Linked DNA regions of Rattus norvegicus: all the other regions are linked to region 3. A link is a contact called in public Hi-C data. All regions are on one chromosome and are shown on one strand. The core of a region is the stretch at or near the end of the contact, and the rest is flanking DNA. Distances in the headings are between cores, read along the strand shown. Region 1 has its middle 28 kb from the start of Rpl36l6. Region 2 has its middle 53 kb from the start of Atp5pdl1. Region 3 overlaps Rad51b (RAD51 paralog B). Region 4 overlaps Rad51b (RAD51 paralog B).

Evidence for each region. Hi-C and Micro-C count contacts between places; a contact is called where the count stands out from the background.
Region 1: a contact with region 3 is called in a Hi-C map of liver, with 6 times the contacts expected there. The contact joins two enhancer-like sites. A contact is called at or near these places in 6 of 12 Hi-C or Micro-C datasets (the A7r5 cell line, frontal cortex, hepatocytes and 2 more) and 1 of 1 datasets of contacts at active chromatin or transcription factors (oligodendrocytes).
Region 2: a contact with region 3 is called in a Hi-C map of psoas muscle, with 2.7 times the contacts expected there. The contact joins two enhancer-like sites. A contact is called at or near these places in 4 of 12 Hi-C or Micro-C datasets (Schwann cells, kidney, mammary epithelial cells and 1 more) and 1 of 1 datasets of contacts at active chromatin or transcription factors (oligodendrocytes).
Region 4: a Hi-C map of liver shows a contact between it and region 3, with 9 times the contacts expected there. The contact joins two enhancer-like sites. A contact is called at or near these places in 9 of 12 Hi-C or Micro-C datasets (the A7r5 cell line, the Rat2 cell line, frontal cortex and 5 more) and 1 of 1 datasets of contacts at active chromatin or transcription factors (oligodendrocytes).

The regions. Positions count from the first base shown.
Region 1 is chr6:104,519,104-104,524,585 of GRCr8, forward strand. No RefSeq gene overlaps it. Among named protein-coding and RNA genes, the nearest start is that of Rpl36l6, 28 kb to the right of the region's middle. Within about 2 kb of position 1,513, at least 3 of the 93 cell types and tissues checked have an H3K27ac peak or open chromatin away from gene starts, as enhancers often do. A contact at or near this core is called in liver, where this site is marked.
Region 2 is chr6:104,480,642-104,486,044 of GRCr8, forward strand. No RefSeq gene overlaps it. Among named protein-coding and RNA genes, the nearest start is that of Atp5pdl1, 53 kb to the left of the region's middle. Within about 2 kb of position 1,415, at least 56 of the 93 cell types and tissues checked have an H3K27ac peak or open chromatin away from gene starts, as enhancers often do. A contact at or near this core is called in Schwann cells, where this site is marked.
Region 3 is chr6:104,164,834-104,170,099 of GRCr8, forward strand. All of the region lies in intron 7 of Rad51b (RAD51 paralog B), which reads left to right. Among named protein-coding and RNA genes, the nearest start is that of Atp5pdl1, 260 kb to the right of the region's middle. Within about 2 kb of position 3,553, at least 20 of the 93 cell types and tissues checked have an H3K27ac peak or open chromatin away from gene starts, as enhancers often do. A contact at or near this core is called in Schwann cells and liver, where this site is marked.
Region 4 is chr6:103,895,987-103,901,418 of GRCr8, forward strand. All of the region lies in intron 7 of Rad51b (RAD51 paralog B), which reads left to right. Among named protein-coding and RNA genes, the nearest start is that of Rad51b, 69 kb to the left of the region's middle. Within about 2 kb of position 3,200, at least 9 of the 93 cell types and tissues checked have an H3K27ac peak or open chromatin away from gene starts, as enhancers often do. A contact at or near this core is called in liver, where this site is marked.

The DNA.
Region 1 (5,482 bases), core at 263-2,762, 350 kb after region 3:
CCATCCAGTCTAGCTTATGTGTGAGCTGCAGACCAGTAAGAGTGCCTGTCTCCAAAAGAACATCCAAGGTTGACCTGTGGTCTTCATGCTCCAGTGAATGTTCACTTACACACACACACACACACACACACACACACACACACACACACACACACACCACACGAGCACAGATCTCAAGTTCTTGGATAAGGATGTCCTCCTCACCTGCTGTACTCTGGTTATGGCTTTGCCATTCCAACCTCCAGGGACTTCTGGTCCTAGCATCTCTGGCCTCCTGACCCTCACTTGGGAATAGACCCGCCACAGAGGCTGGATTTCCATCACCAGAAGGGAATCTTCCTGACTTTTAGTATACTTGAGAATAAGCTAGTTTGCCCAGCTTATTTATGTCAGTGAGGGCCACAATGTGCCAGTGTAAGTGCTAATTCTGTAGACAAGGTCCCTCTCCTCCTAAGCTGGGTTTAGTGAGGAAAACAGAATGCGTCAAGCAGCAAATGTGAATGCTGTTTCTCAGAAGGGAGCATGCCCAGGTTTCAGATCTGATGGGGTGGTGGCATTTCCACTGTGGGCAGAGGATCTTTTCTCACTTGCAGCTCACCCCGAGCCTAAGCAAGAGCTGTCTGTCACATGGTAGCTACTCAGTAAAATCTGCTGAACGCGCTAGCAAATGAACGAGGGCTTCTGTGCTTCCTGACAGAGTCTGATGCTGGGGTCTACTAAGTCTCCATTTAGAAAAACGCTGAACAGAAACGGAAGTCGTCCACCCTCCTGAGGACCGTACATGTGGGCGCGCTGCCTGTGGTTCCTTTGGGCTTAGAGGTGCTTATGCTGGGTCACAGCTGGGGAAGATGATATCCCTGAGATCCTGCAGGGAACCTTCCAGGCTTGCCCCCTTGGCCCCCAGACCACACCATGAAGAACTCTGTAAATGGATTCATCAAAGCGGGGAGAGCAAGCCTCTTGACAGGTGAGGATTTAGAACTGAAAGCAGAGATGCGTTCAAACTCCCTGGGCCCAGATGTCCTAACCACAGGCCGAACTCTTGAAGGAGAAGGGAGAGTAGTACCATGAACCTCACCTCTCTTTTCTCAAAAGAGGTTGATGGTTCTTGGGAATTCCCTTCAAGCATCCGAATGCAATGTGCACACAAACCCAAAGGTATTTGCTGTCAAGTTTCTAGGCAGGATTATGTCAAACTGACCAGCTGTTTCATCTGCCATGCTTACCTTAACTTCAAAAGGCTGGTCTTCTGTCCCAGGAAAATTGAGCCTTTACCATAAAACATTTCCAAATTCCCTCAGACCTCAAAACATGCCCACATTAAGGTATCTCTCTTAGGCCTCTGGAAAACTGTGTCGAATGTACACAAAGACTCCTCAACCTTCTGCCCTCCAGTAAGCACCTTCCCAAGAAGAGAAATAAAAACTGGTGACAGTGCGAGGTACACCGTGTGCAGCCCTACGGGCAATGTTTGCTCAGGGAGCTGATGGGGGCAGAAGTTCCTCTAGGTAAACTGTGCCCTTGAATGTCTGTGTACACACAGAAGGGGTGCCTTTGATAAGCTTAACCACCAATGCCACATGAGCATGTAGTGACCCTGGGTGGAGAGTCCAAAGAACTACATCTGGAGAGGAAACCAAGCCGCCATTCCCCACACATTCTAAAGGTACTCCTCAGTAGATCAGATGCGCTAAGGAGGCAGACCAGTGAAGCACTGTGTTTTACTTTGGGGTCCTGAGGTTAACTGACAGGGAAAAGCAAATGACTAAGGTGTACTATGGAAGATTCCAATGTCTTCCTTCTGTTGAACTACTTTAAGGAGAAGCAAGATTTACAACAGGCATGGCCCCCTCCGGGTTGGAAACACCAAGGGTTTGGAATCCCGCCCAGTCCTGGGGCCGGGACTTCACTTACCTGGAGCCTGCTGAGCAGGAAATGGGCCCCTGGAAGATGAGGTAAAGTGAACACTTTCTCAAGAAAATTACTCTCCCCACAGAGACCCAAGCACCTCGACAGAGAATAAATTCCAACCCAGAGTGAGCAGCTCTCAGGGCCATCTGGATACCGGTGTGATGTGGATGTGTGTGTTGCTTGGAAAGGAGCTGGGGTTCTAGCTCGCGCTTTCCTGTGCAGAGGGAAATGTTTGCGCCTTGCACATGGCTTCACAGTGGAGGGTAATTGGCAAAGACTATGAAAACCCATGGGTGGGCTTCTACCTCCGCTCAGAAGCATGTCTCCCTTGTGACGCCATCTTCCCATCTGCCCGGTCTTCCTCAAGTAAAAGAACTGTGCCTGTGGGAAGCTGAGAGGAATGATGGAAGCTGGGCTCCCAATCACAGCTCTCCTGAGGCCACTAAGACTGTCACTGGCAGGCCTGCAGGCCAGCAGGCCGAGGTGGGATTGGTGCAGGGCTGCAGTGCTTCCTGAGAACCGAGAGCCCCTTAACTTAAATTCTCTTCCCTCCTCTTCCTCCATCGTCTCTTCTGTTTCCTTAACACAAGCTCAAATTGTGATGTCAGAATATGGCAGACAGGAGTCTCCTATGTCTTATGAGAAGCCTGGGGGGATGGGGAGGTTCCTAAGTACTTTCAGTTGCCAGCTTGTGGGTTAAGTGTTTGAGCCTGTGGAAGTCCCCTCCAACTAGAATAAAGTGCTGTCTGACCAGAGACAAGAAACTAGAGAACTGCAGAGATACAGAGATATGCCCAGGGTCACACAGTCAGTAGTGACAGAGCTGGGTCCATGTAGTGCCCACCCTCATCCTCACTTCGCAGCACAGGGAGCTCTATTCTAGGTCTTTACTGAAGTCAGAGGATGATGTAAGGAAGGGATGCCCCAGTCCCTCCCCGACTGCTGTCTGCCAAGCTCTGCCTGTGTAGTGAGAGATGTGCCGGACACCAAGTGCTCTGCCCCAGAACGGGATCTTTGTCTGCCTTCACTCCTCACCACACCTTCCAGTTCTACAGCCAAGTCTGGCTCACAAAAGAGCGACTGCTAAGGGAACCAAGAGAACCTTCCTGAGCTGCCCACTGGTCCCTTCATTCCCCCTCCCAAACTCTGAGCATGCCCTGGGATCACATTAGTCCTGGGTGGACACCGGGGAATGCTACTCGAGTTGAGAATCCCCACACTGAGGGGGACACTGAGGAGGGAGGGAAGCAAGCAAAGGAAGACTCCACGCTCCTGGATGTGCGTTGAGACCAGTGTGCATGGAGCAGCAAGTTGAGCATGTAAGGTTTTTCCATGAGACTGGGCCCAAGGCACAGTTCCAAAAAGAAGGGAGATACAGGGGAGGACACAAGGGCCAGAAGGCTAAGAAATGAGAGTTCTCCAGAGTGCTGGTGACATTGGATGATCCTAACTCTCCACTCTCCATGTCATTCCTGTTCAGTTATCCAACACCATGCAACACACTGACCGCCCTAGACTCAGCTACTGCCCACAGTGATTAGGCTAGTGACTCAGCCTGGCAAGCCAGTTCTGAGGGGGGCATTAGCCATTGCAGTTCAATGGCTGCTAAGGCTAGAGTCATGGTAACGATCTATGTGCCCGATGCCTGGAAGACCTGTCGCTCATGTCCAGGCTGGATCCAAGCTGTAGGAGGTCTAGAATTTCCCTAATAATCATAGACTTTTAGTCTCTACTGTGGCATGCCCAGGTTCAATGAAGGAAGTGTGGCAAGTCTTGGAGACTATAATAACCGCCTTTATAGAAAGACAAAATAACCTAAGGAAGTAAAAAGGGAGAGGGACAGACTAAGAGTTAGAACGAGAGAGAAACAGAAAGAAACCAGGCTATGGGCTGGGAGACTTTGTTCTTGTGTCTAAGAGAAGTTGCTTCTCTCAGCTTCCCACCCCACTGTTCCCTTATCTCATACCCCAAGGTATGCTCCTAGACTATGCCTAGATCCAGGGTTCTGGAGCCAGAAAGTGGGAGAGAGCGGAAAAAAACATTTACATCATCCTAACCAGCCCACACTTAAGAATGGGCCTGCTACGTGACCATTGCAGTAAAACTGTTTATCTGTCCTTGCTGAAGTGTGGCCTCTAAGGGTCATGATCTTCTGCCTGTGACGTCCCCACAGCAGTTGCCCTGGAGATGTGGAGGTCAAGGATGGTAAAAGAGCTTCTTGCCAAGATGATCTCACATAAAAATCCCTTTGCTGGGCTGAGTGGCCGCTTAGCTTACACAAGGCTCTCCCCTCTGTGCTCAGAAACAGGGAGTGGGGGCAATTGAGCTATGAAGGGAAAGGGAAGAACCATAAATTCCTCATGTGTGTACACAGGCAGGGAAGGGTGGGCTCAGCACAGCATTGTAACCCTTTGATTCCTTCCACTCCCCCAGACTTGCCCTGTAAGGGCTGTCCATTTAACCACAGTGGACTTCGGTCCCGGAGCCTTGTTTGGAAGGTTGCAGAATCATCTGTTTGAGACTACCTTTCCCATTCGTCTGGGTAAGTCAAGCATAGAATCTCATTCCTAAGACCGAGGTAGGCTTCCTCCAGCCTCTGCATGTTTCTCCATTGCATATTGAGACAACCTTTGTTCTGGCGAAGCAGAACTTTGCACATTATATTTCTCCTTCAAAGTCACGTTTAGTCCTACTCAAGAGAGCTCTTCAACCTTCTTCAATAACAACAAAATTTATTTGCTACCCTGCCTCCCTCGAGAGTTCCTTAGTGCATGACACAATCTCATCTTTGTACCATGCAAACACTACTTCTATTTGCCTTTTAAAAAACAAACAAACACTGGCTAGCCCACAGCCCCAAACAAAAGCCTGAACCTTGACAATAACCATCATTGCTCCCAAATCTCAAGTGACAATAAACAGGAAACCAAAAGAGTGGTCCTCCAGCATAAACAAGAGAAAATGGCCTGTTCCCTCAAAAAGATTTCACTTCTTGCATCAAAGATGACCAAAGACATTTTTTCCAAATGCTTTGACCCAAGTGTCCTGTTAGTCTGGGTCATCTAAAACCTGAGTTCCCAGTTGGTTTATCATTTTATTTTAATGACCTGTGCTTCCTACAGAAACATGGAAAATGGTTCTCTCTCTTTCACTCTCTCTCTGTGTCTGTCTTTGTGTGTCTATGTCTCTCTGTGTCTTCTCTCTCTCTCACCTTTCTTTCTTCAGTTAAACGTGTTGTGGTGAGCATATGAAAGCTAGTCTCACTTGCAAGGAGCGCCCGGGAAAACTCGGGAGAACCAAGTCAGGAACTGAGCGGGACCGCGCCACGCGTGTGCCCACGCCCCAGCCATGCTCCCTGCGCAGCCCCGCTTCTCCCCGCTCCCGGCTCTTGCCACTGGCCGCACAAGGCCAGCTTTGTTCTCTCAGCTCTGTTTTAAATATCTGAGGAATATTGCCCCCCCCCATCCCTGCGCCAAATCCCCCGGCCTGGCTGCAAGCCCGGTACAAGGGTGCATTGTGGGACCGAGCAAGGCGAGACGGGGCTGGGGGCAGTGGGGATGGGGACGCTCGT
Region 2 (5,403 bases), core at 165-2,664, 310 kb after region 3:
ACTGCGTCAGACAGCCTTCACTACAGTTCCCAGCGTCCTCCCCATTTCTCCTAAGCTGGCCTTCTCCACAGGTCCCTCCTCTCCCCCCAATATCTGGATCTTAGTCCGCTGTCAACTGTCCTTATTTCCGTCCAAATCCTTTCATTCTTGGAGTTGTGTTTGAAGCCTCCCTCCACGAGACACCTCCCTGTCCCTTCTAGCACATCCATGAATCCTTCTCACACTTTATGTCCCATGAGGTTAAGGTCTTGTGTCTTACGTTTGGCCCAGGGATGACATGTATGTGCTTTTTGTAAAGCATTTGTAATCTCTCCTTCCTGAATAAAACTTACAGAAGAGACCTTAATCCATTTTCCAATGACGGAGAAGGGAGACTCATAACTTACCCAAGTTGGAAGTCTGAGCTTGGCAGAGTTGGGTATGACACTCATAACCAATCACCTCCACCCAATCCAGGACCTGCCCACAACCTGCTGCTGTCTCCCTCCACGGAGCTATGCCACCCCCGGGGCACTCAGCTGTCAGGAAGGGCAACCACAGGGCATTCTCATCAACAGGGCAAATGGTGCCTTTCCCTTTACCAGCAGGACGAGACGGGCTGCTGCATCGCCTCTGCCCCTCTGGGCTCTGTGCGTTGCTCGACTTCTTTGCATTTTAAGATCCACCAGGCAAAACAAGTAATGAACGGGAACTGGGGAGAGGGGGGTCACTTGGATTTTCTCAGACCAGCTTTAACTCCCTGCTGGCTGCATGTGAGTCCCTCCCTTTTCTTCAAAGTGAGCAAGCCCCAAGCCCGCTCCCCGTGGCAGGGAGGCTGGCTCCTTTTGCAGGCAGCCCTTTCCATTTCAGAGCCTCCTGACACTGCTCTCCCTCAGAAGCTGCCGCAAAGCCCCAGGCAGAGGCTGGTAGGGGCAGAGGAAGCCAGCAACCAAGGCACTTCAGAAATCCGTGGGACCAAACAAGACAACCTGGGAACTGAAGAGCAGGGAGGACCAGAGCAGCCAGCGAGACCCCCTAACTTGAAGTAAACACCCTGACTCGATGTCAGTCTAACAGCACAGAGCAAACATTCCTTCCCCCCTCCCTCCCTCATTGTCCTGCTCAAGCAAGGAAGAAAAACAGAATAATGAGCCACGTTGGACAGTGTCACCAGAGCAGCCAGGAAGACGTGGGCAGATGCCTGGCCAGGCCACTGACTTTCTCTGTTTCTGGGAGAGATTTTATAAATATTCGGGGAGTTTGATCTGAGGTTGGTGGGGAGGCAGAAGAGCTGAGGGAGGGGGAGATAACTCAGTCCCCGGGGGTTCTTGGCCCTCTCGGAGGCCTGCTTTTCATTAGTGTTACCAAGACAACGGCTCATCTGCTGCAGAGCTCACCACAGCCTGCAAAGCACCCTCAGCACGCTCTGCTTCCTGCTTTGCTAGTGAATCTCCATGGCAAATCCACCTCCCTCCAGGACTCTGCCCTTTAGTCATGCTCTCCGAGCCTGGGCAAGAGAGGATCACTAAACGGGGACAGGAAAGCGCTATGGCGACTTTCTGAGGCTAAAATGGACAGGCAGAGCTGTGACGGTCCCGTTACCAGGGTGGTAATTTGCCTAGCATTGTTCAAAAGTAGAGTCAGGAGCCTTTGAGTAGGTACAAGACCCTACAGCAACATCCTGGTTCCAGTGTCTTTCTGTGCAGCCCAATCTTTACTCACACACCCCCACCCACCCATACAGCCACCTTTCCCCTCCACATATACTTTGATTTGATTTTCTTACTAAGGCAAACACATCTAAGAACAGCCTTCCTGGTCATTGTATGGATAAGTTCCAGATGCTCATGTAAGTATGAGTCCACAGGTGGATTGAACCTAGGTGTCCAGTGGGTTGCAGAAGGGCTCTCAGGGGAGAGGGAGGGAAGAGACTCAGCGGGCAAAGCAGTATTTGAATAAGCAAGTCAACCCCAAGAGAACAGCCTGAGGTCAGGTAGGGAATGTAGGCCCATTGCTATAACCTCTATGGATGGCTAGTTACTGGATAAAAAGTCAGCTCCCTCTAGCTGTGAGCTCCACGGGGCCAGCAGCCAGGGAGTCCCACTCTTGGGCTGCATGCCAGCATCCAGCAGGGTGCCTGTACCCAGGAGGCCTCTTAACATGGGTTGTCAGAGAAACAGTTCTACAGAAGCAAAGGAGGGGAAGAGAGTCATAAAGATGCTTCTGGGACTGGGGCAGAGTTTTTTGGGGGGGTCATCTTCCTAGCCTAGTTTTGTGCTTTGGGGAAAAGCTGGACCCCAGGTCTCTCCTAGCCCCTCCTTATTGTGGAATGCAGATTACCCCAACCCTCTTGCAAGGTCTGGACTCTGAAATCCAGAGCTAGCGCTGGGGAAATGAAGACTCTGGACTCTCTCTTTCTCCAGTTCTCTTAAATGAAATAGGACCAGGAACTCTAGTCATTAGGGCTCACACAAAGCATTCCCTTGCCTTTATATATATATAATGTATATATAATATAATTTATAGTATATATAATAAATTTATATAATATTAATATATAGTTTATTTTAAACACACATGTATATGAGTCTGGGTGCATACACACACACACACACACACACACACACACACGCATGTATATAAAACAGGCTCTCATAATGTGGTCCAGGCTGGCCTCAAAGTCTGAGGAAGGCTCCTTGTTCAACCTTCCGAATGTCATCTTGTAGATATGAGCCCCTGTACGTGTACAGGCCTCACACTGCCTTGTTTCTTGCTTCCACTGAGATTGAAGCAGCAGACTCTTGTAATTCCTTTGCTGGTCAGGGGTGGGGGTGGGGTTGAGGATTCTCCCCATCGTGTGGGAGAGGCCATCTGAAAGAGATTTTACCACATCCATCCCCTGAGATACCAAAATCATAGCAAAGTCTCCTCTGAGCCCCCAGGGAGCGGCTGTCTCCTGGCATGGGTTTCTGATCCTCACTGAAGAGGCCCCTGCTGGCATCTGTGATTCAGTACTGGTGTTGGGGTTTAACAGGCAGCCAAGTGAGACAGTGTGGGGCCAACTGCACACTGGGGCTTCTTGGTCGATCCGAGCATCCTGGTGGGAGAGCTTTACTCCAGAGAGAGTGACACCAGCCCAAATGGCTGTCAGAGTGGAGTGTCCCTGTCCCTGAGCCTGCAGCCTGTTTGTTTCGTGAAGAGCTGCAGGCCCCTCCTGGATCAGGGAGTGAATTTCCGTAGGCTCACTAGGTGACATGACACACATCGCAGTCTGTGATACCGTGGCACCCAGGGAAGAGTCTCACGGATTCTGGTTCCAGTTTTGCTCTCAGCAATGTGGCAGAAGAGAGGTGAGCCCTCTGTCTGTCGCTCCCTCCCTTTAGGGTAGATGTGACAAACTACCTTCCACATGGCGGCAGGGGACCCGCACTAGCAAGCCCCAACCTCACGAACAATAGCAGCCTTTGGTACCCCGATGTTGGGGTCTCAGCTATTTCATTTTTGCATTGTCTGTATTATTAGTCCCTACTCATGACCCTGTTTCCAACTGTCGTCACCTTTCACCTCAAGAGTATTCACCCATGGGACCCTTATTTCACATGAGATGAAGGAGTTCTTGGAAGAGAAAACAAATCTAGCCTTCACAATGGAGTCTTCCAGAACCTTCCCCATTTCCCACAAGCAAGTAGGGTCTGGTTTTCATCTGTTTCACTACCTGTTTCCTTGAGAGACAGCAGGATGTTGTTGCCATGACAGTGTGTGTATGTGTGTGTGTCGGGGGTAGTTGGCAGTTTCCCTCTGGGGTTGGCATGCTCTGTGGCTATGGTTCCATCTGTACACCTAGGCAGAGTGGGGCGCAGGGATGAATGAGCCACAGGGGGTGGGAGGTGGATGGGGTGGGGTGGAGGACTCTCAAGGATTGTGCGAATGCTGGACTGATTGAGCACAGCTGTTCCCCCAGCAGTGCTTTTCACATTCATTTCATGGGAGGAAGGAAAGGCAGCTCCTTGGATGGTTCTTGGAGTGTATGACTGGGAGACCTGGGAGTCTTTTAGCAGCGTCTGGCCTCATTTTCTTCTGGAATGTAGAACTCATACAAGAACCTTCCTGAAGACAGTCATATATTTTTACCCAACAGCATTGATATATTTACCAGAGGGTTAAATGGGGTGCTGCTCAGCAGGAATGGGGTACACAGAGTATTATCTGGTTGAGAAACGGTGCCTGCCATTTCAGTATCTGTCAAAAGGGGCAAAGCCTTAGACAGTTGGCTCGGGCTGAAGGCACAAGTAAGAGATGGTGCTACAGTTTGCAAAAGTCAAACAGAGCACCCAGCTCCCAGGCGGATCAGCAACTCCTCCCTTCCCTCCTCCTTCAGCTGCAGAAGTCGAGACACAATTCTCCAGGTCACCCCAGTAAGTTAAAGCTTTAAATAAATACACACTCAAAACTGCTGTCCCATCTCTGCCCCCTGGCTGCCCCAGGCTCCTCCCTCTTCTTCCCTCTCTTGCCAGGAGTCAGGCCAGGCAGAGCTCTGGAGAAGGTATCTCTTCTGCCTGCACGTATGCTGTCCCAGGGGTCTTTGCTGGACACAAGGGGCATCCTGATCCAGTGCAGACTCTCCTCTTCCTGGGTTTGTTAGGAGCCTGACCAGCCCTGAGTCTTATGACTTCAACAGATGTTTCTGCTTAAGGAGACCTGGCATCTTTACGGCCTGTTTTTTCCATTCTTGCCTCTCTTCCTCTGTCCCAGCAGCCCTGAACACAATTTAGACTTCATTTTCTTTCTAATGGTTACAGGGATAGAAAAGGCTGGGTTTGGGTTTTTTGTTTGTTTGTTTCTTCTTCTTTTTCCTTAATTTTTCTTAGCTCTTCAACACACGCACACGCGTGGGCGCGCATGTGCGCGCGCGCGCACACACACACACACACACACTTCCATAGGCACTAAGGTATATTAAGGTCTATGCTCACGGTGTATGTTAATATTGAAGCAACAGGACTGGAGAGATAGCCCAGTGGTTAAGAGCACTGAATGCTCTTCCAGAGGTCCTGACTTCAATTCCCAGCAACCACAGGGTGGGTCATAACCATCTGTAATGTAAGAGCTGATGCCCTCTTCTGGTGTGTCTGAAGACAGCTACAATGTACTTATATATGATAAATAAATCTTAAAAAAATATTGAAGCGGGGTTGGGGATTTAGCTCAGTGGTAGAGCGCTTGCCTAGCAAGCGCAAGGCCCTGGGTTCGGTCCCCAGCTCCGAAAAAAAAGAAAAAAGAAAAAAAGAAAAAGAAAAAGAAAAAAAATATCGAAGCAACATTGTCGCATTCTGTTTCAAAGTCTCCCTTCCTGTCTCTACCCATGCCTCCTAATCTCTCCTGTCTGTCCCACATAGGACTGATTGGGGTGCACACCATGATGCT
Region 3 (5,266 bases), core at 2,303-4,802:
GACAGTTGGAAGCTTTTGAAGCCGTTGTATTGTTAGGGAATAATTAGGGTGAATGAAGCAGGGAGTAGGGGTTAACAGCAAGTCTTTGTTGTAAGCAATTGCTAGTCTTGGCATCGATATTAGTAACAAGGCCAATCTACTGGAAGGATTCTAAACAAAAGATGGAAAGGTTGCGGTTGGTTTGTCTAATCCATCCAGTAAATCCACCCATGCATGGCCATTGTACCCTGTGAGGTCTCTGGAAATGCCTTTGGTCACACTGCATTCCAGGCCACTGGGTGGGTGATCTCTGCGCAGCGCTGTACATGGGTTTCCTAGAATGCTTCCCATATGGAAAGGGGATGCACAGGTGTTGCCTTGGCAATTAATCAGCATACTTCACAAAGAAAGTAATCTCCAGACACTGGGATGGATGAATGGGCATCTTATGAAAGGCTCATGACCGTTTTCTGCGGCTGGAAGAGTTAGAGAATACCCTAATGCAAAGGGCTGGATGTCTATTGAGACTAAGGCAATAGAGCACCTAGGTAAGCCACTGACCTGTGTTCTCATCCCTTCTGCCCACTCCAGGCCAGCTGGGCCCAATCTTCGACTCATCATCTAGTCCAGGGGACTGAGGTAGCCAGAAACTTAGTACGTCAAAGACAGTCAGTGGAGTGGGGTCCAGAGATAGCGAAGTTGCTTAGCATGTGTTTATCCCACAGTACTGAGCACAGAACCAAGAGACAGATAGTAGCTCTCAACACTGAATGTCTGCTTCTCTTCACCCATGGGGAAACCTGGAGCTGATGGTAAATGCTGTACTCAATCAACCTGCACTTCTGGTTGTTCCGAATCATAATCAATACCCGGCAGTAGTGCCGCCTTGCATAGGGACTCTGGGGTCCTGCCCAGAGCCTGTCAATCTTATTTTTAACAAGTGTATCCTATTCCCAAATCAGCTTTCCACCAAAGATCCCCACCAATCTTGCTTTCTGTCGTCATCCAAAAGCGGAGATGCTAAGGAGTACAGAAGTGGAGGGAGACGTGTCTCTGGAAACACGTATGATCTTAGAGACATATACCTAAAAGGCCAATTCTTGCGTCAGGTATTGAATAGGGGTCTAATTTCACAGTCTGACATAGGCCAAGGATGACTGTTCAAGACCAGTGTTGACCTCTGAGCATTGAGGCCAAGGTGATTTTTCACCTATAGATTCTTCCCAGAAAATACCTGACTGTTTTTCTGTGTGAAAAGTACTGGGCGTCAGGGATGGGGAGGTGCTGTGTGACAAGAGAAGTGGCTGGACAGCAGTGTGCTTATTTCCAGTTTCTCAGCTGCTCTGGAAAACAGCCAAAATGAATGAGATACAACAAGCCTTCAGTGTTATTGTAAGCCACAGAAAGGCAAGGCCCCTCATTTTAAAAAGCTCTGTAGAGTTTAAAGTTTCATGTGTATTTGGTCTGGTCTGGGGCAAGTATACCCCTGAACTTCCTCCAGGAAAATGTTTGCTTGCAGGAGCACCCAATGGGCCCTGCCTCCCTGGGCAGATTGTGTCCTGAGGGAGATAAAGCAGTGTAGCACCCCAGTGAGACTTCCCGCTCTGTTTGGCTAGTAGGGGAAGATTGATACAAACCTTGGTTAACCCTGTCTTCATGGCTTCTGGCCAATTGTTAGAAAGACTGGAGAAAAGTCCATTTGTCATAAGGGATGGATGGTCTAGCAGAGGAGGGAAAGTGAGGGCTAGATCCTCTGGGACCAGTGTGCTTGTGTGAGGTACACAACATGGCAGCCAGGGATACCAAGCAAAACTAAACAGTGTTTCATAAACCTAAATCCTGGCATACTCCCAAAGGATGGAAAAGCTGGACGTTCGAAGCAAGTTGCCTTCCATGGAGAAAAAGCCCATGAGCCTGAGGTGGCTGTGAGTCGTGTCCTGCCCAGGCGGTCGTGTTCCAGGCGTGACCACTCTTCAGTGGAACTCTTGTCTGCAGTTCACGTCAGCGGGCGCTTGTTACTGTCTTCCTAAGTCGTGTTGACATGTTTTAGGCAGAGAAGAAATCTGGATCAGTAAAATTCTTTTCTTGACATTGCTAAAAAGCATTACCAAAAAGAGCAGGGGTATTTTCAGAGCTATGTGGAAGAAATAACATTTATTGTGGACATGGAAGCCCAGGTGGGTAGCTTGGTGAGCTGTTTCAGGCCACAGACATATGTGAGCAGCTCAGGGATGTTCCGATATGGACACTAACAGGACCGTACTTCAGTGACCACCTCCTTCTTCCTAAGGCTGTATTGTCTATCCTACAGTTTTTAGGAATTTTCTGAAAAATTACATTGTATCGGTTTGTGACGAGCTTAAGCTTTCAAAGAAATCCCACTGGATCCTCAAGAGTGTTTCGTTGAAGAGAAAGAGTGGATATCAAAAGCAAGCCACTTTTTTTTTTTTTTTTTAATCTTAGAACTGACGGGAGGTGGCTGTTCACTCTACATCTGTCTTTTCTGTGCATTTGCAAACTCCAGCTGAGGGCAGCGATGTGGCTTTTCCTGAAGTTACACAGAAAGTTAGTTCAGGAACAGCAAAGAAAAGCCCTGTCTTCTCATGCCTGGTTTGTCACCATGATGTGAGCTCTGTCCTTCACAGAGGAATTTAGTCTTGTTGCTTGTGGGCGAGACAGTGGTGGTGCACACCTTTAATCCCAGCACTAGAAAGGCAGAGTCAGGCAGATTTCTATGAGTTTGAGGCCAGCCGGGGCTACAGAGAAAGTTCCAGGACAGCCAGAGCTATACAGAGAAACCCTGTCTTGGAAAAAGAAAAATTGTGAATATCTAAGACATTGGAGTGGCTTGACAAGGTAGGCTTGGCATCCTCAATAAAGCATAATTTTAAAGAAACGTATTTGGAACACTCTACTTTTAACCTAGAGTGATAATTCTAGCCTGCAGAAATTTTGCACAAAGTGCCCCCCACATACATTTTGAACAGATCCTCAAGGCAGCTTTGTGGAAGTAGGAAAAACACATCTAAATACAGCTGTTTCCCAGAAAACAGAACCCAAGCGGGAAGCTGTGTGAGATTTAACCACACTGCTAGCAAGTTACTGAGCAGGCTCCTGCCCAGACGTGCAGGCCCAGCCCACAGCTTATCTCATGGCCCCAGCACGCATTCATTGCTAAAATGGTGTTTTAAAATGCAGTTCCCTTTCTTCATCTCCTGCAATGTGTATACTTTTTCTGCCCAGTTCCAGACAATGCTGCCATATCCACCATTTACCATATGTGGAGGGAATGGACCTTTTCAAATCACCGAAGTAGAGTTGTTATTCCTTTCTCCTCCATGTCCTAACTTCAGATCCAGTGCTCTTCGCGTCGCCTTCAGATGAGAGGGGCCGTCGGGGTTAATTGGCAGTGTCTCACCAGGCTGCCAGTGTTGAATGACCTTCATTTTTTTAGAAAGAAAAACAAGGGGTGGGGAACTTAGAAAAGTTTATGGCTCTCCTGAAACCCAGCATGTGTTGCCAAGACATGCTGCTTACTTTCACGTGGATCGCTAGGTGGCAGGATGGCCACACCACTGGCGGGATCCCAGGGACTGCTGTGGTGAACCTAGACATCTGTGGCTGGGGAGATTAGGCTAACCAACCTGGCTGATATTTTCTTGACAGGGAACTGGCCGAAGTGATTCTGAAACATATGCTTCCAAGATACTGTCTTTAAATTTCCTTCTTCCTTTATTCCCTCAGCCCACTTGCAGTTTAATTTTTCTGCCCCATTGCATGCTGGTAGCAGAGGGCAGACACCACCTGCCAGCAGCTGCTTCGAAAGGCAGACTGTGATGGGTGCACGCAGTGGTGCTGGCACCCTTGCCTTGGCATGTCATCTGGGTCATGGGTGTCTGAAGGTAAGACCTTCCCTTGAGTTAATTAGATATTTCTCAGAGGGACAGCAGATTGAGCCTAAAGATCACAGTACCACTAACTCATTACCCTAAAGATTACTGTCCCCACTAACTCAAATACACTAAAGATCACAAAAGCAAACAAACAGAACAATGACAAAATGAGATTTTTGTTTTGCTGGCACAGCGCCATCTTGATTGTGCTGTATCGCTGGACAGGGAGAGCTGCTGTATGTGGATGAGACTTGGTTCCCAGTTTTTGTTTTTGTTTTCTTACCTAATAGTTTACCAGGGTCTGCTACCCTGGATGCCTTGCACGCCACAGGCCGCAGGCCACAGGCCACAGTAAGCTGAATAAAGCTCTAGTACAAGTTGTGTCCTTTCATGTTGTGAAGAGCACGAACTTCGGTTACAGAAATACTTCTCTGGATCTTTGGATTTTTTTTTCTAAGAAAGAAGGAACACCATTAAAACAAAACATTGCGTACCAAGTGAGGGTAGCACTCTGAGAGTACCTGCCTTGAGACTCCAGTAAAACCAAGTCTGAATGTAGAAGATTGATCAAACAGAAAGATTTCATTTTAATTACAAAGCGTTCTTTACTCACAGCTGAAACCACAATCAGATTTCATTAAACGGTGAGTACTGAGTTCCTGATGTGAATTGTTAATGATTCCATCTATGAGAATTTACAAAAAAAAAAAAAAAGAAGAAGAAGAAGAACATTTAAGTCTCAACTTTTCAGGAACTGACTGGTTGCATAATACCGAGAACCAAGTGTCTTTGTACAAGAACTAAAGTCACTTTGTACATCACGGCCTACTTACAGCCTACCATTGCCCAACTGGGGAACCCATGGCATTTTTCAGTTTTCAGCTAAGGGTCTTGATAAAACCCTAATTTTGCACATACAACATTGGCAACATGGAAGGGCCTTGTGAATATGGCCAACGTGACTTGTCTACGGGATTATCCTGTAGATGAAGGCCCCAAGTGTTCCGTTTATTCCGTTACCTAATGGACTTATGATTCTTTCATTAAGTTCAGCGATCTGACTTTTGAGAATACCTCAAACAACACACATAAAGCAGGCCAAGGGTATTAATTGCAGGCCACCACCACAGCAAGGCTTTGAAGCTGGGAGAGGGTGGTGAGACCTTCTCCTTCCCTAAGAAAGAAATGTCATAAAAATTCCAAAGCAGAGATCAAATTTCCAGGGGGAGGGGCTTCTTTATTGTTTCCTCTAATAGCTGCTCTTGAGCTGTCTTTGCTAGAGTGCTGTACAGAATAGCCCCAGGCACAGACCAACCTACAGCCGGGCCTTGCCCCATTCCAGTATTTTGCACCCATTTTGAATGATTAATTTATGATTATTTTGTCTCTTGTTG
Region 4 (5,432 bases), core at 1,950-4,449, 270 kb before region 3:
CATGGCTGAGAATTATACCTAGGGTCCTGGACATGTCAGGCAAGTATTCTGCCACTGAGTTACATTACTAGTTTTTCAGACAGGAAAAATGCAAATTAAAAAAAATAGTTGGCAGGTTCATAGGCATGCATTCCATAGCTATACCTTATAACCTACACAGTGTGTATATGTGTGTGTATGTGTGTGTGTTCTTTTGCATTTATCAAATGTTTTATTTTTTTGAAGCCATGATATTTTGCTAGTTGAATATATTCCAACTTGGATTTTTTCAGAGCTTTTGCTTTTGCTAAGTTGCAGGAGAGAATACTGAAGACTCTGGCTTAGCCAAACTATTGTCTCCTATCTTCCCACTTTTTATAGCCATTCACTTTTTTACTGTAAAAGTTACAGTCATGCTTGCCTAGCAAGCGTAAGGCCCTGGGTTCGGTCCCCAGCTCCGAAAAAAAAAGTTACAGTCAGTGAAGGAAACTTAATAAAAACTTAAGTATGGAAAGTAGAAAGAGATGGGTAGACTAACAAAAGGAGGGTTGTGCCTCCCACTGTAATCTCGGAAACGCAACAACATTGATGTGGAACTCACTCTCCCATGGTCTGTATCCTGTGCGTTTGCCCCCAAATTTCCATGTACCCCACTCAGACCCAGCTTCCAGGTCAAAAGCATTCTAGCTGGTCTGCCCCCAAGCCCAGACATTTAAGTATTCATTACCTCAGCGAGTGCATGTGTATCTGTACGTAATGATGTTTGTGCTTGTCTACTTAGGGCTTTTGAAATCTTTGCAGTTTTAGACTAACGGCAAACCCCCAGCCAAACAGAAAAGTATGATTTCCCCTTTTATCTGTGTCCCGTGTTATACAGATGTTCCCTGAAAATAGCAACAGTTTTCTGGGAAAGGTCCTGACAGAGTCTGTTCTCACCCTTTACCCTGGCTCTCCGATTCATGTTTCCTTCTTCCAGTGTGGTCATGTGCTTGCCCGAGCCTGGCTCATGAACCGTGTAGGATATTCGTGGGGTTTTGTTTTTTAAGCCATACACTGTGCACATGATGCAGTATTTAATTTGGAACGAGCTCCAAGTTTAGACACACGTGCTTCTTGTGGTGTTTATCTTGGAGTCCACAAGTAGGAGGAAAGTATTTTTGCATTTTATACATCTGGACACTGTTCATGGTCTTTCTGTGACTTGGGAATTGTGTGTGGGGCAAAATCCAAGGAACAGTATTAAAATAACATGGAGTCATAATGAGGTCCGAGTGCAGCCCCTTGATGAGTATTCTTCTGATCCCAGCAGAGTTTGACTTTGGATGTGGTGAACTTTTTCAGCTGTGTGGTTCACTGGTGGCCTGAGCAGATTGGTGGACTATAAATTACCTGACACCCTCCCGTTCACTTCATGTGCTGCTAGACATGAAGTCTAAAAGTCTTTGACAAATTTGGCTCTTTAAGGGGAATAATTTGACTTGATTTTGTGTGGGGCAAGATAGGCAAAGGGAGCACTGCTCAGTGCTGCTCTGCCTGCTAATCCACTGCACTTTATGAGATCTTTTAGTTTCTCGCCATTGTTCTTCTGCTCCTCCCTCAGTCCATGCATCCAGAACTATAATGATCCCTAGACCATCTCGGGCTGTGGGTGAGGGTTGAGGGCGATGTCAGTGATGGTGGTGTCCATTGTGTCTGCTAACCTTATGATCTCACACAAGAAGTTGTCATTTAAAACAGGGTGAATGTGATGTGGTACAGTGCCACCTTTTGGATGGGGGTCTGCTAGAATGGGGCAGGTGAGAGAGGCATTTAGAATGTTGCTGCTCTGAGGAAGATTGCATAAGGACAGTGTTGCTTCCTTGTCAGCCTGGTTTTCTTTAATTTTCACATTTCTCCTATAATGTAATGGCAGATATAAGCTGGGGAGGCAGGATAAAGCTTCAAGTGGACTTGCCCTTGAGTGAAAGAGGGCGGGCAAGTGTTGTTTTCTGTGCTGTCCATCATTTGGGTGTAAAACTGTTTGGATCTTTACTTTCTATAGAAGGGCTGTTTGCCTTTTTTCTTTCAATGCACTAAAGGGAAGAAAATCTAATAAAGTAACTGAATCTACTGGTTATCATTCCTGCAGAATTTTCAAGTGTGTTTAATAGTGGTCTCTCATATAACTATAAAGAAATAAATAATTGGAGAGGAAAGGTCAAAATTGTGTTGTAGTTTGAGAACCAGAAGAGTCTGGGGATGTTTGAGTGATTGGGTAAATTGCTCAGCTGGGAGCTGTTTCTTTTTGCTGCCTTTTGGGCCTTTCCTTTGGGACACTCCCCCCACCCCCTTACTTTTGTAATGCATTTTGCAACCTTCAGTTAGAAAATAGCCATCAGAATTTAACCGCTAGTAAATAAACACATTCTAGTTCTATGATGGGAATCACTAAGTAGCAGAGAACGGTCTGGCTTCATTTGAAGAGAAAGATTCATGGTAGTCATGGTAGTAACTCCGAGAGTTGACACCAGAATCATGTTTGTTTGGCGTGTTAATGAGTCTAAGAGGAAATGGTGAAATCTGCTGATGACACCAAATTGTTTTGCTTGATCCTAACATGAGGTTTCTGGGAAGCTGCTTTGTAGTATTAGAAATAGTGGAAGGATTGGGCAATTTGGGGCAGACATGCTGAACTCGAAGTGATGGTTTTTGTGGAGCAGCCAGGGTACACCAATGAAGTTGCAGAGCCTTGCCCTCTTGAGGGAACTGCTCTCTCCAGAATGTGAAGACTGGGACAAAGAACATTCTGGTTAGAAGCAACAGTGATGTAAAAATATGGCATTTGAGTGTCTTTTGGACACTCAGGTCAGTCGTAGTATATAGGAGTGGGTGTTATTTCCCTTCAAAACAACCATGGGATATTGTGTGCTTACTTTCTACACATGCTTGCTTTTTTGATGGGCAGGTCTAGCCCTTCCTATAACCTTTTAAGTATTTCCTGTGGTTTGTAGATTATTCTTCATTTTTAAATAGCCGGCTGTCTTTTAGAATCTCAGTGACAGACTTAAAATGTAAACGAGATATAAAGTAGTACAGGGAATCGATTGCCTCCAGGACTAATTCTCAAGGAAATGCCATGAGATATTGCAAGGATGTTTGTACAGCAGTAGTAGAATAAGTTCTTCACTGATACAGCTCACAAATGTGACTCATTGGGCTGTGTACATTACAAAGGCCTGTTAACACACCCACCCTGTGATAGGCTATTGATTCATGGGACTGAAACCAGTGCATTGTACGAGCCAAGAACACATTACCACTGAGCCTTAACCCTGGCTCCACACGTCACACCTCTTTCACACTCCCCTTCTCCCTTTTCAAGCATTATTAGAAGAATCGGGACATTGTATACTACTTAGAGGGTCTCAGTACACTGGTGCCTAGAAACGAAAAAGGTTCTGGGAGTTGAAAACATAAGACAGCACTGTCACAGGCACTGTGGGCTGGCAGGCTGTAGGTATCCTCACATTAGGAAAGGATTTGTGTGGTCGTAAACAACTGAATGAAACACAGGAACAGGAGTCAAGAGGGCTGAGGGGGAGGAGAGCTTTCAGGCTCTGTGGTGGTGCCTTTGTTTTATCTAAGCAGGGAGAAGATGGGGCTGGCTCTACCTCCTGGAGTTGGAATCCCTGGAGTAATTTTGGAAAACCACTACAGAGAGTCAGGTATCTAGAGGGCCAGAAAAGGACTTGTATACAGAACAGGAAGACTTCATTCCTTCCATACTCTTCTGAGATTATTATAAAAAAATTAAAGTTTTCCATTTACCAATTGTATACGTTCCTGTTTCAAAAGCCATAAAGTCCTTTAAATGTTTTAATTTTGTGACACCCTTGTATTTTCACAGTTCTCGGTCTTTAAACACTTCAAATTGAAAAATCAGGAGAACCTTTACCCAAAAGTAGAGGAATTCTTTTGTGAGTAATATCCTGACTAAATAGCCCAAGCCAACCCACCCTCCCCAACACACCCTCCCCTTCCCCCCAACCTCCATGGGTCTAAATGCAAGGCCTCAGACTAGTTCTATCAGATTCATTGGAGGCCACTTGTTAAAAACAAAGATCTCATATTCTAGGGCTGGTGATGTAGCTCAGTGGTAGAGCTCTTGCCTAGCATGTACTAGGTCAGTGTAGAGCTCTTGCCTAGCATGTACTAGGTCAGTGTAGAGCTCTTGCCTAGCATGTACTAGGTCGGTGTAGAGCTCTTGCCTAGCATGTACTAACTAGGTCAGTGTAGAGCTCTTGCCTAGCATGTACTAGGTCAGTGGTAGAGCTCTTGCCTAGCATGTACTAGGTCAGTGTAGAGCTCTTGCCTAGCATGTACTAACTAGGTCAGTGTAGAGCTCTTGCCTAGCGTGTACTAACTAGGTCAGTGTAGAGCTCTTGCCTAGCATGTACTAGGTCAGTGTTCCATCTCAGTATTGCAAAAACTGAAACAAAGAGACAAAACGACACTGAATTAGAGCCGTCAGGGAGTACATTCTCAGCATAAGAGAATACTTGCTGAAAGTTGGTGTCAGCTCCACCCCCGACTCCTAACCGAGGGCACTGGGAAGGTGGAAGGGTGCTGGAGTAACAGAAACACTGTTATTGTGGTTAGAAAGTTTACTCTGAATGTCTGGTCATTCACTAGCTATGTGACTTAACCAAAATATCTAATAACGTCTCAGTAGCTTATATTATTTTCTATAAAATAGATTTTTGGATTTTATTCCTCGGCACTGCAAAGGCAAATCAACAGCAGCAGCAGCAAAGATGCGATTGTTACTGCTATTCCCTTAGCATACAAAGGAGCTCTCTGGTCTCTGATGTGTGTGTGTGTGTGTGTGTGTGTGTGTGTGTGTGTGTGTGTGTGTGTGTTTAATCCTCAGTCCTATTTAATAAGGAGGTGAAAAGAAAAGCCTAAGAATATTATATAAATGTATATGCTGGGGGAAGACAGGTTTCTTTCATTCTTTGGAAGAAGATTTTCAAGTGGCATTCTCAGTATTCTACATGCTCAGTATTCTGTTTTCATTTCTGCAGTGCTCTCTGGCCAAAAGAGCTGTGATAGAGCAGACACAGTAGATGGCGCTTTAGACTTATTTTAGAGGAAATTAGTGTACGGGTGTGGGTGGAAGGAGAGATTGGATAGTAAGCCCTGTGTTAATAAGCCCCCCAAGACTACCTCCATGTTGGCGCCTCTAAGAAGTAACTTTGTTTTGTTTTGTTTTGTTTTTGTTTGTTTTTTGTTTTTTGTTTTGTATAGATCTAGAGTATAACTTCAGTAAAAATCAAAGTCTTAGCTGGTATATTTGTGTGACTTTTGTCACTTGGAAATTATCTCTTGTGCTTCAAGCCATAAGAATATAAAGGAGTTATTTTCTTTTAAGACATTTTCTTATATATGAGGGTTTCCCCTAATTTTCTTTGTTT